2 separate regions of the Triticum aestivum genome follow, and region 1 is linked to region 2. A link is a contact called in public Hi-C data. All regions are on one chromosome and are shown on one strand. Each heading gives the region's core, a stretch centred on a gene start, on an enhancer-like site or on the middle of the called end of the contact. The rest is flanking DNA. Distances are from core to core; before and after follow the strand shown.

Evidence for each region. Hi-C and Micro-C count contacts between places; a contact is called where the count stands out from the background.
Region 1: a Hi-C map of leaf shows a contact between it and region 2, with 4 times the contacts expected there. The contact joins the promoter of LOC123113367 here to the promoter of LOC123113362 in region 2. A contact is called at or near these places in 2 of 5 Hi-C or Micro-C datasets (both in leaf).

What each region holds. Positions count from the first base shown.
Region 1 is chr5B:579,172,213-579,177,663 of IWGSC CS RefSeq v2.1, reverse strand. LOC123113367 reads left to right here and starts at 3,264. Exons shown (of 8, transcript XM_044534583.1): 1 at 3,264-3,476; 2 at 4,482-5,451. The coding sequence starts at 4,531. It overlaps LOC123113368 (protein Asterix), which reads right to left and starts at 3,133. Exons shown (of 3, transcript XM_044534586.1): 1 at 2,869-3,133; 2 at 2,321-2,421; 3 at 61-317. The coding sequence starts at 3,039. The coding sequence ends at 254.
Region 2 is chr5B:578,452,778-578,458,620 of IWGSC CS RefSeq v2.1, reverse strand. It overlaps LOC123113362 (60S ribosomal protein L13a-4), which reads right to left and starts at 3,111. Exons shown (of 4, transcript XM_044534574.1): 1 at 2,766-3,111; 2 at 2,535-2,651; 3 at 2,363-2,450; 4 at 703-1,034. The coding sequence starts at 3,037. The coding sequence ends at 891. It overlaps LOC123113361, which reads right to left. Exons shown (of 8, transcript XM_044534573.1): 3 at 5,367-5,843; 4 at 5,185-5,266; 5 at 4,997-5,063; 6 at 4,720-4,905; 7 at 4,565-4,625; 8 at 4,082-4,475. The coding sequence ends at 4,303. LOC123118051 (small nucleolar RNA SNORD24) reads right to left here and starts at 1,231; the gene lies at 1,149-1,231. It also overlaps the pseudogene LOC123118116, the pseudogene LOC123118119, the pseudogene LOC123118126 and the pseudogene LOC123118118.

The DNA.
Region 1 (5,451 bases), core at 2,015-4,514, 720 kb before region 2:
TGCATGCGAGTGGAGCTTGTCAATGGAACGATGCAAAAAAACCGAAAGCTCACGGGGAACTGAAGAAGAATGTAGGCAAAGGCCCTTCGACTATCTTCATAACCAAACTGGAAGAGCAAGTAAATTACTAAGCATCATAATACAATGTCTCGGTCCCTAACCGATGAGGTGGTGGTACATTTGATGCGTGCACGACTCAAAGATTCAGAAATATAACAAGAAAAATCCATACAGCCCATGGTGTGCGGATTAGCTAGCGCTTTGCCGCGCCTGGACGAGGCCCAAAATAGTTCGTCACCAAACCCATGACAGCAAACCTGGCAATATTGCAAATTTCAGTACATCAGGAAACTGAAGGGCCAAATATTATAGTACAAGTAAACCAAGATATCAGACACTGTATTTGTAGACAAAGCATGATATGTGGATATGTTTTCTAGAGGATATGGATAGTTGTTCCGGTAATGCAAACTGGCTACCAAGAGTGAAAATACCACCCACTGAAACTACGTACTCCCTCCGATCCATATTAATTGACGCTGGTCTAGTACAAAGTTGTACCAACTTTGCACTAAACCAGCGTCAGTTAATTTGGACCGGAGGGAGTACCAACTCCCTATCTCTATGCATACTGGTGGTTTGTCAATTAACATTTTGTTCAGTTAGTAGATGGTGTTCTCATACTAAACCCATATTTATCTCTTATCTCTCAACTCTACCAAGTAATCAAACAGAAAGATATTTCGGTGGTGATAAAGAAGAAACCTCCATGCCCTATATGATGAGTGGATATATGAAGAATTTTCAACACAGTTCCTGTTATCCCAAGTATCCTTTTGGTTCATCGAATTACATTTCTACTTAGTTCAGAGACAAGCAGCATTTACACTAAATTTTATGAACAATGATAACCAATCAACCAGTACAAAATGGTGAGACATGAAAGGCCGAAAGGGCATTCAACTTTAATATCATTCTACTGAGCAAATCATCTTCATCAGTCACAATTCTTAGTGTGTACTCCCTCCGTAAATTAATATAAGAGTGTTTAGAATACTAAAATAGTGATCTAAACGCTCTTATATTAGTTTACAGAGGGAGTACTCTCTAGTTCTTATTTACTTTGGACCAGATTGCTGTATTGACCTCACCAGTCACCAATATCCATGACAAGTCAACTCTAGTGACAATAATGGAACGCTAACGACCAGCTAATTAGTCATGACAATCTTTTTGACTGTAACTAGTAGCCTGCTGTTTCACAATAGACATACAATTTCTAGGGTGATAACTGTTCCTTAAAAATTGCAAAGGCAAACCATCCCTAAAATTTGCTCTGATCTACAGCACACAATGTGATTTGCCTTCTACGCAACACTTGTTTAATTTTTTTTTTCAAACAACCTTCCGGCCAGATTCCTCTATCATATCGATGACGGAACAACAACATTCAAGCATCCATGTGCATATACCAAACAAAACAAAAGCTAGATCTAAAGGTCACAAATGCTAGCCCAAGAGAAAGTACACAACCTTAGGACTGCCAAAACAGGATCCAGCACCAAAAACAAGCAAGATAAGAAAAAACCAGAGTAGAAACACGTGTTTACTTTACTGTAAAGAATTAAAAAAAAGGTGTTCCATAAGGGCACACACTATCCTTTATCAGGTGATAGTTCATTAGTTCCTTCTGTACTTGTACAAATGGTAGAATTTTAGAAGAGAATGAACAAGCTGTCTATAAAAATCCATTAAAATTTTGGCACACAGCCACCCAGTGTTTCTAGCTTCCAGTATTGGCATGTTTAGTTAGAAAAAAAATTGTGGCACGGCAGCACTTTGCTAGGAATTCGGCCACACATGTAAAAAATTCTTAAAAAAGGCAAGGACGAAAGTTTAAAGTGATCTTAACATCAATGTGAAGGCGCATTTCCATAACATCAATAATAAAAGAAGGCCTACAATACCATTTTGACTTACTTCCATCAAGAATTACAGAAGAAAGCCATAAATCCTATTCTGTCTCAATGATGCAACCCATAAATCATTATTCCAATGTTACAAAATAAGCCACAAATTAAGGAGCTCTGATAGCGAATGGCCAAAGAGGGAGAAACTACGAAAACCACCATTTAATTGCATAATCCCACCACAAGTGGCAACACAAAAAGGACATGTTAATTGAGAATTCCCAGTATATACAAAGACAAGATGTCAGATGACCCAATGCAAAGGTATATGCTGCTGCTCAACCATATAGATTTTAACTGCATACTAGATTAACACATAAACTAGATAAATAAATGTGAAGAAAACTCACATGAAAGCCATGGAGAGCTGCTTGAGGTCATTCTCGAAGTTCTTCATGTTCGCCAGCGACTGCGCGCAGAAGATGATGGCGATCCACGAGCAAACCTTGTACTGTATGTAAAAAACCACATAGCAAAGTCAAACGTCACAACGGAACCAGCAGGAATCAAAGTCAGACAGTCTAGCAGCATCGGATTAACTAAGGCGAAGGCATCATCTCCGCCGACTACGGAGGGGCGCACAGATCCATCACACCACAAGGCACTAGCTCGCCCAGATCTAAGTGCCCAGCCGCTAACCTGCCGCTGCTCCCTACCGATAAACTAGATCGATCCGTGCGGCAGGACGACGGGCGGGCGCGCAGATAGACAGGAGGCGCGGCGGAGATCGTTTGCTGGCTAGGAGCACGTACGTGGAGCATGACGCCGACGAGGACCAAGACGACGAGAGGTCGAAAATACTGGGGCGTAGACTGGGGCGCAGGCGGGGGCGTAGGCGGATAGGAGGCGCGAGGGCGAGCAACGCGTGGCCGAGACTGCCTGGTTGGCTGGAACGTACGTGGAGCATGACGCCGACGACGCCGAAGACGACGGCGAGGAAGCCCGCGTAGTCGACGGGCAGGTCCTGCGACGACAGCTTCGGCGGCGCGTACGGCCTCGCCGTCCCCGGCTGCCTCGGGTCGTTCGGCCCCGCCGCCGCGCCGCCCCCCGACGCCGTCGCCTCCTTCATCTCTCCCCCACTTCTCTCCTTTTCTCCCCCTGATCTGAAAAGACGATCTGAACCAAGGAGAGAAACCGAAGAGGAAACCGAGATACGGATTAGAAGGCAGCACGCCTCCTGCTGAATGGCTAAAAGAAAAACGTTTGGGCCTGGGCGGCCGGCCCGGTGCGGCCCACGGCCCGGCCCCACGCGGGTTGAAAAGTCAAAGCGCGAGTCTTCCCGACCACGCCCCCACCACTTCACTCCGCCTCCGCTCCCCTTTCCTGTCGCCGCTCTGACGACACACTGCTGCGCCTTCTCCCCCTCTTCACTCTCCACCCACCAGCGGCCCCAAAACCCTAGCCGGGGAGCTCGGCCCGCCGCGGGGAGGTAGCGCGGAGGAGCTCCGCCCTCGCGCCGCCGCACCGCGCCCTCGGCCGCCGCCTGCTGCGTGTCGCCATTCCTCGGTAAGCCCTGCGGCTCCTCGCTAAACCTTCCTGCTTGCGCTGCGTGCCCGCTTGGGTTCGGCTCTCCGGGCGAGCGGTGAGGCTCGGCTCCGCAATGTCGGGCTGGTTGAGCGGTGCTGGGAGCGCGCTCGATGCGTGTGTGTTTTGTGGCGTGCTCAAACAGTACCTTAGGGTTTTAGTTGGTTAATTAGGTGTGGTGGTGCTAAGCTCGGCTCCTGACTTTGGGTAGAATCTGCACTGCCTTACTGTTGTAGTTTCTGGATGACATTCGCTGTGACGTGCGTTTGGTTTTACTGGCTTGCTGGCCACATGCATGGAAGGTTCTTGGTGGTGGTGATAGGTAATTGAGGAGGGGTCATGGTCAGTCCGTCAGTGTAGGAGTGCAAGTTTGTTTTTGTTAAAATACTGAATTATAGCCTACTAATTAGCTCGAATGCTCTGATTCAATTTAGTTTGTTCGATTTTTGTGATGAAGATTCAGGTGTCCTGTAATGCATATGGTTTTGAGATGCGCCCTCGTGCCGATTTGCATGTCCGCAAATCGACCGAGTTACTGAAATGTTAACAATATAATGCTCTGATTTAATTTAGTTTGTACTCCCTCCGTCCGGAATTAACTGTCGCTGAAATGAGTGTATCTACACGCTGAAAATGCATCTAGATACACTCATTTCAGCGACAGTTAAATGCATGTAGACACACTCATTTCAGCGACAGTTAAATGCGTGTAGACACTCATTTCAGCGACAGTTAATTCCGGACGGAGGTTGTATGATTTTTGTGATGAAGATTCAAGTGTCCTGTAATGCATGTGGTTTTGAGAATGCTGTGCTCTCGTGCTGATTTGCATCTATACAAATCGACCGAGTTACTGAAATGTGAATAATTTCAAGGGAAGAAAGCAGAGTTACATGCTCTTTTAAGGAGGAAATAGATAGTGTTCTGTTATGCACCCCCATTTGACCTGAACTAATATTTCTCTCATGCTTAATTTTTTGACTGTAGGTACTCTCCATTGCCAGGAAACCAGTGGTCACTCAGTCAACCAGTCAAAATGCAGTTCCAGTCTGGCAACTGTGCCAAAACGTTGGCAAAAGTAGATGGATCTGGTGCAAAAGATTTGTCAGTCGGCCCAAGCACATTTGGTTTTCCACAAGATGCTAATCAGGAATATTTTAACCAGGCTTGCCAGTGCAGTTATCCAGTTTCAACGCAAGGCTTTCCAGATTTACCAAGCGTTCCAGATTTTGTTCTGAATAATGCTTCTGCTGCACTCAGGGAATATCAACAATTTGACCACTTTTTCAGACCACTTCAGCCTCTGGCACCTGATGGAAACCAGGTGCAAAATAGTGGCATAAATACCGCACATCGCAGTAGACCTTCTAATGCATCCTCCTGCCTTGATCATGTAGAAGAAATAACTTCTCATGACACGGATGGTTATGACGACAGAGCTATCTCATTTGGGAGTAGCTGCAGCACAGGAATTGCGTGTTATCCATATAGTAGCCCTATGCAAAGTGATGACTGCATTGCAGACACGCAGGATGGGACCTGGGCTGCTCTTATGCAAATGCAACAGGCTTTGGAGGCGGCTAATGATGAGTGCAGTGACTTGACTTTCAATAACACAGAACTTTCAGGTGGGAATACCATGCAGCATCAAGTTGTTTGGGACAATGGCTGTTTAGCAAGTCCGTCTTTCACCTCAAACTTTTTACCCTTCCCTGGAGAGGCTGAAACCACGGTCACAAGTACCAGCGCTATGTTTAACTTACATAACTCTGTTGATCTCCCGTATGATAATGATCAAGACATATCATCTTTTGAGCTCAAAGTAGCTGAACAGAAAGAGGCAACCACAAGCCATGTTTGTGAACATCGAGATGAAATGCATTCTGCTGAACAGGGGGGAAATCCTGGCCACGACGGATCTTTTGATTTGACAATAACCCAGGACAGACAGTTCAGT
Region 2 (5,843 bases), core at 1,862-4,361:
CCGCTGCAGCCTTCATCTTTGCCTCTGCAGCCTCCGCCGCCGCAGCCTACAAGCGGCTAATCGGCCAACAAGGAGGAGCGAAAGGCCACATTTCGGCACGCGCATGCCGGCCAAGCCTACAACCTCCGCCTTCTCGATGCCTGCATAGGCCGACGCGGGACGCCTCTGCCATTGGCGCGTTCACGGCATCGGTCTCCGGTGAGCTCTACAATGGCGTCGATCTCCTCTTTCATTTCGGACGAGAGGTCCTCCCGCAAGGCTTTGGAGCTTGAGAAGGCCATCAAGAGTGTGGTGCTAAGAGAAGATTGAGAGTAGAGGAGGTTTACAAGGCATGTTAGTCAGAGAGGGGCGTCGCAAGGTCTGCTTTGGATGGCCGCTTTATAACGGCGATTGTAAAAAATTAGGACCGCGCAGCATCGGTTGTGGTTGAATTTAAATTCAAATGTTCAACTAAATTTCATATATGTTTGATTTTCAATTAAGTAAGCCCATATTTCATACAGAGCTCAAACCGAGAAATACCCAGCAAAAACACATTACTTGACGCGCTTTGATGGAACTTGACGCAGTGACAGTAGACTTTACCAACTTGGCGTAGAGACGACTATGATGGCCGCAAACGACATGTACAAAGGGTCATAACAAGGGACTGCAAAGGCCGTAGTAAAGAGAAAAACAGCAAGGCACCTGATAGACGTTCACTAGAATTCCCAAATGCACACATTTGATAAACGAAACAGTTCACCATGTAGAAAATTTCAAATGAGTGTCGCAGAACTGCATGCATAACAAAGGTTTACCAACCAGATTGTACTATCAGAGTTACCAAACTACTTAAAATACGACAGAGGTTTCCCAAAACTGATGGCGCACGAAAGCTCTGATATCTCTTAGTATTTGATAGGGGCCAGGATCTCCAGCTGAGTTCCCAACTTCTCCTCGGCTGCCTTCTCGGCCTTGACGCGGAGCTTCGCCAGTTGCTTTCTCCTGTCGTAGGAGATCTTGGCCTTCTCCTTCCTCTTTTCCTCCAGCTCCTGAATAAAGGCCAAAGAGTGATGAGAATCGGTATGCACAAACATCAGCTCATAATGAACAAAAACTGGCAATGGCAGATGTACTGTAATGATAACATTAGACTAGAACTAAAGAGCCTCAGAGATCTTGGTGGTTGAGATCATCAAGTGGGATAAACCCATCAAGAGTAGCAAATATTTTGATAACATCACAGGCTCGAAGGAAAATAGAACACCAGCAAAACTGTTGAATGAGATGCAAAACTGAAACCCAAAACAGAGCAAAATCTATCAAGAGCACAACATGGCATGATCTGTCAGAAGTAGCTGGTTGTGATAATCATTAAGAATCAGTGGGAATCCGAACGATTTTCTTCATCACACAGAAGGATGCAATGGAACCCAATATAACACAAAGAGCAAGAAGGTTCCAACCAAAATAAGAAGTGCATGTACGGCCAGTCATAAAGCAGTGCAAATGTAATACAGGAGATGCCATCATCCATCAGAAGTAGCTGGTTACTCTAATCATGAAATATCAGTGGGAATCCGAACGATTTTCTTCATAACCCGGAATCATGCAATTCAACACAACAGAACACAATGAGCAATAAGGTTCATAACCAATGAAGGAATGCATGAAAAGTCAGTCTAAAGCAGTAAAAATGTGCAAATGTACTTCAGGAGGTGGCATCACCCGTCAGAAGTAGCTGGTTATAATAATCATGAAATATCAGTGGGAATCCGAACGATTTTCTTCATCACGCAGGTAATGCACATCTCACCAGCCAGCAGAACACAAAAGAGGATACCAACAGTACTGCTAAGAGGTTTGCAAAAAATCAAAGGAAAGTATTTGCTCAATAATAAATGAGTACATATGTAGTACAAGAGATGGCATGATCCGTCAGAAGTAGCTGGTTGTAATAATCATGAAAAATCAGTGGGAATCCGAACGATTTTCTTCATCACCCAGATCATGCACATCTCAGCCAGCAGAACATCACAAGTGACATACGTAAAACAATGATTCTGAGCGTGAGCAAACAAAATTCTTCACAGTACTATAAAGCATGAACTGTGGCTGGTTTCTAAAATCCGTGGGAATCATCATAAACAGTTTTACAATGCAGAACAAATCATTTACCACCAGGAGAGTTTATATGACAAAAGCTGAAGGCGTATCTATTAGAGTACCAGTAAATCAGACTGAACTTTCATAGAATGATTAGTATAACTAGACACATTTTAGTTTAGCATTACATAAAAGACTAGTCTTAACAGACTGGTAGCAGTCGCACACTAGCAACTATTGAGCGCTGAAGAAACAGGACAGGGAAAGAGCATACCCTGATGGTGTCGGCGTAGTTCCATCCGACCTCCTTGGAGAGCTGGCCGAGGAGGCAGTACCTGTGCCCAGGCTGCAGCCTCAGAACCCTGCAAAACCACAAGCCACGTCAACATCAAACACACATACACGACGCACGCAGAGATCTAGAAGGCAGTCGAACGCCGACGTACTTGAGCGCGTCGGGGATGACCATGCGCTTGGTCCTGTCGTACGGCGGCGGCACGCCCTCGTACGCCTTGAGCCTGGCGAGCGCGGCCTCGCCCCTCGCGGTCTTGTGCGGAATCATACTGCAGAGCGCCACCAAAAACACGGCACCATCAGAACACACAAACCCAAATGGACACGGCGACGCACGTGCATAGGCGAGGCGACGGATCTAGGCGGCGGCGGCGGAGACGTACCCGCGGATGGTGCGCCAGAGGATCTTGGCCGGGGCGCGGAAGTGGATGGGGCCGTGGGAGGGCTTGGTGTTCATCCTCTTGCGGAGGAAGCGGAGGTACTTCATCTTCTGGCGGACGAGGCCGCCGGACATGCAGATCTCCTCGCATCGGACCACCACCACGCGCTGCCCGTTGAGCAGCTCCTTGGCGACGATCGAGGCCAGGCGGCCGAGCATGTGGTGGCGGGCGTCCACCACCACGCGCTTGGCGCACACGCCGGAGCCGGACACCATCTCGCCTCTTACCTGGCGGCGGCGGCGCTACTAGGGTTTGGAGTTCGGGGGGTGGAGGCGGAATGGAGACGAGTGCGCCGCTTAGGGTTTCGTATTTATAGATCTCCGTGTTTAGGGTGTCTTGCCTGGGCCAGTTGGTGGGCCTGTCCGGTCCGGGCCGTAGTGTTAGATGGGCTAGGCTTATTAGGTTTAAAAGGCTTTATGAGGCTAGAAAATGTTATTCTGCGCTGACGGGCTTGCTGAATGATTTTGTCTGATATACATACGGGCTGTGGATTTTTCTCAAAAAAAAAACATACGGGCTGTGGATTAAAAAAACATGCCAAATGTTGTAAATAGAGTACTAAAAATACTCCAAATATTAGTTATGAGTATGTTCTAGCAGAATGAAAATGATGACCTTCAAAAAGACAATGTCATCTGGAATGAAAAACAAATGTGTCAAGGGAGGAATTATTTGTACAAAGCTTTTGTCCATAATTAAAATGGCTGATAATATTAAGAGAAACAAACAGGCTGGTTCAATTTTCTAAAAAAAATTATTATTATTTTCTATCATAGATGATAATATCATTTAATTAAGTTTAAGTTTATGATAGTTGGATTGCGCTATTCTCGTCTGCGTGAATATAGCTTTGCGATCTTTGATTTCATGTTTGGCGAATTTATGTTATGATTTGACTAACTCCTAAAACACACATATAAACATTACATGTCACAAAGATGAATCCATACATGTTCTGTAGATCATAACCCAAAAAAAATGTCAAAGAGCAGTTCAAACACATGGGAAAATCGCACTCCGCAGCAATACTATTTTTTAGAAGTGGTGTAGATGTTATCTAGTACTAGATTTTTTTAAGCAATTCAAAACAAATGGAATAAACACTGGAGTAGTGCCGTTAAGGCTAGCAAGAAAATGGGTACAAGAAATAAAAGTACAAGACAAACCCACAGCAATGCCCTGGTAGGAAAAAAACATAAAAAACTGGAAGAAAAACTGAACAAATACAAGGCGGTGACAAACAATTTTAAAAAGTTGAGTCACCGTCTCAAAATTCATTCATATTCACTTGAAACCATCCGTACAAGTTATAACTGCTGGTGCCCAAAATCCAATCTTCGATGCACCAACTTTTTCCATAACCCACGATAAAATTAGTTTGGAGGTCAGGTATACAACAAACATGCCATAACTTCCCCTCATGTCTGAAGAATCAACACAAGATCAGTCTACTAGTCCGCCTCACTACATATTGGGAAGTTCAGGCACAAGTCAATGCGCCATACTCTTTACCAGCTATTTCAGCATAGAAGTCCCAATGTGGATCACTATGTGTAAGAAAAGGTTGACCAAATGGATTGTTGCGAACGTAGCACTCAACATCATCTGCAAAAACGAGTTTCTCCAGATACATGCGAAGATCTCCACCGGGACCTGCTTATCGGGAATTGTAATTTATATGCATCAATAGGCTGTAGTAGTGTAATAGGTAACTACATCAACATGAAATGGTGAATGCATACCCAATGAATTGTCGTTCCGGTTAAGATAGCTGAACGGCTGAGGAAAAATGGCAGTATGTGGCTGCATAACATATGCATGAAAATATGCATTATTCAAATATGGAGATGATACAGTTAAACAAGACACTGGTATATGAAAACAGCTGAGAAAATACCGGATTACGCAGAGCCTTGTAAGGAGAATCGTCCACAAGTAATGTATTGGAAGGTGAAAATTCCCCCTCCTTCCATGGAAGACCAGGTTCTTCCTTATTCCACAGTTTCTTCAATTCCTTCAGTACTATTGGTTTGTGCACGTTCTCCAGTGTGTTACGTCCAGTCATTGTGCATTTATCCCTGGCCTGCCCATATGAAGGTCGCAAAACATATTAGGACCAAAATAACATACAGTTGAGCATGCCCACCTACCACAGGTTCGTTTATGTTACGTACCCAAGAAAACAGTAGGTATGGTTTGAAATCTCTCATAAGGATGTCAACAACAGAATCAACATTTTTCCTAGAAAAATTATAAACCCCACATTAGTAAACATGGAGCAATGTGGATTAATATAAATCCCACGTAAGTAAGCATGGAGCAATGAGGATAAAGTAAAACAAATGAGGATAATAAATCGTACCTTTTCCTTGAGGACCATACACCTAGCTCGAAATTTTTTATGCAGAAGTTGAGAAAATCATCACAGTGAGGCCTTCGGAAGACTGGTAGAAAGGTGTAGTGCTATATTAATATCATCTGTCACAGTTCTATATCTGCATTTTCGCAAATAATAATTACGGACAATTGTACAAGTAACTTTACCTAGTTTCCTTCGAACCTTTGCATCAGCCATGTGAGCATTGTGGAAATCTTCATTGATATCCGCAAGAAGGCCATTCAGATCTAGAATAAGAAGCTTTTTCTTCCGAAACCCTGTCAAGGAATCTCTTGGAGGGAAGGACATTCTAAGCTTTTCGCTATATGCCTGAGCTAAATTTGAAGGGCTTATCTGGTCATTGTTGTGATTTGTTGATAAGCAAGTTCGTTCTTTCTCCTGCATTTCATTTCTTTCGGTACTGGTATGATCCAAATAGCTTCTTCCAAATCCATGCTCTGAATTCCTCCTGGCGTCTGATCCATACATGTTCATACTGTGATGAGCACCTTCCCTAAAGTTAGGGTCTGGTCTTCCTGGCTGAAAGAAGTTTGCACCTTCATTGAATAAATACGACTGGTTCCTCTGAAATCCATGCTCTGAACTCCCCATGGCGCCTGATCCATAGATGTTCATGCTGTGAT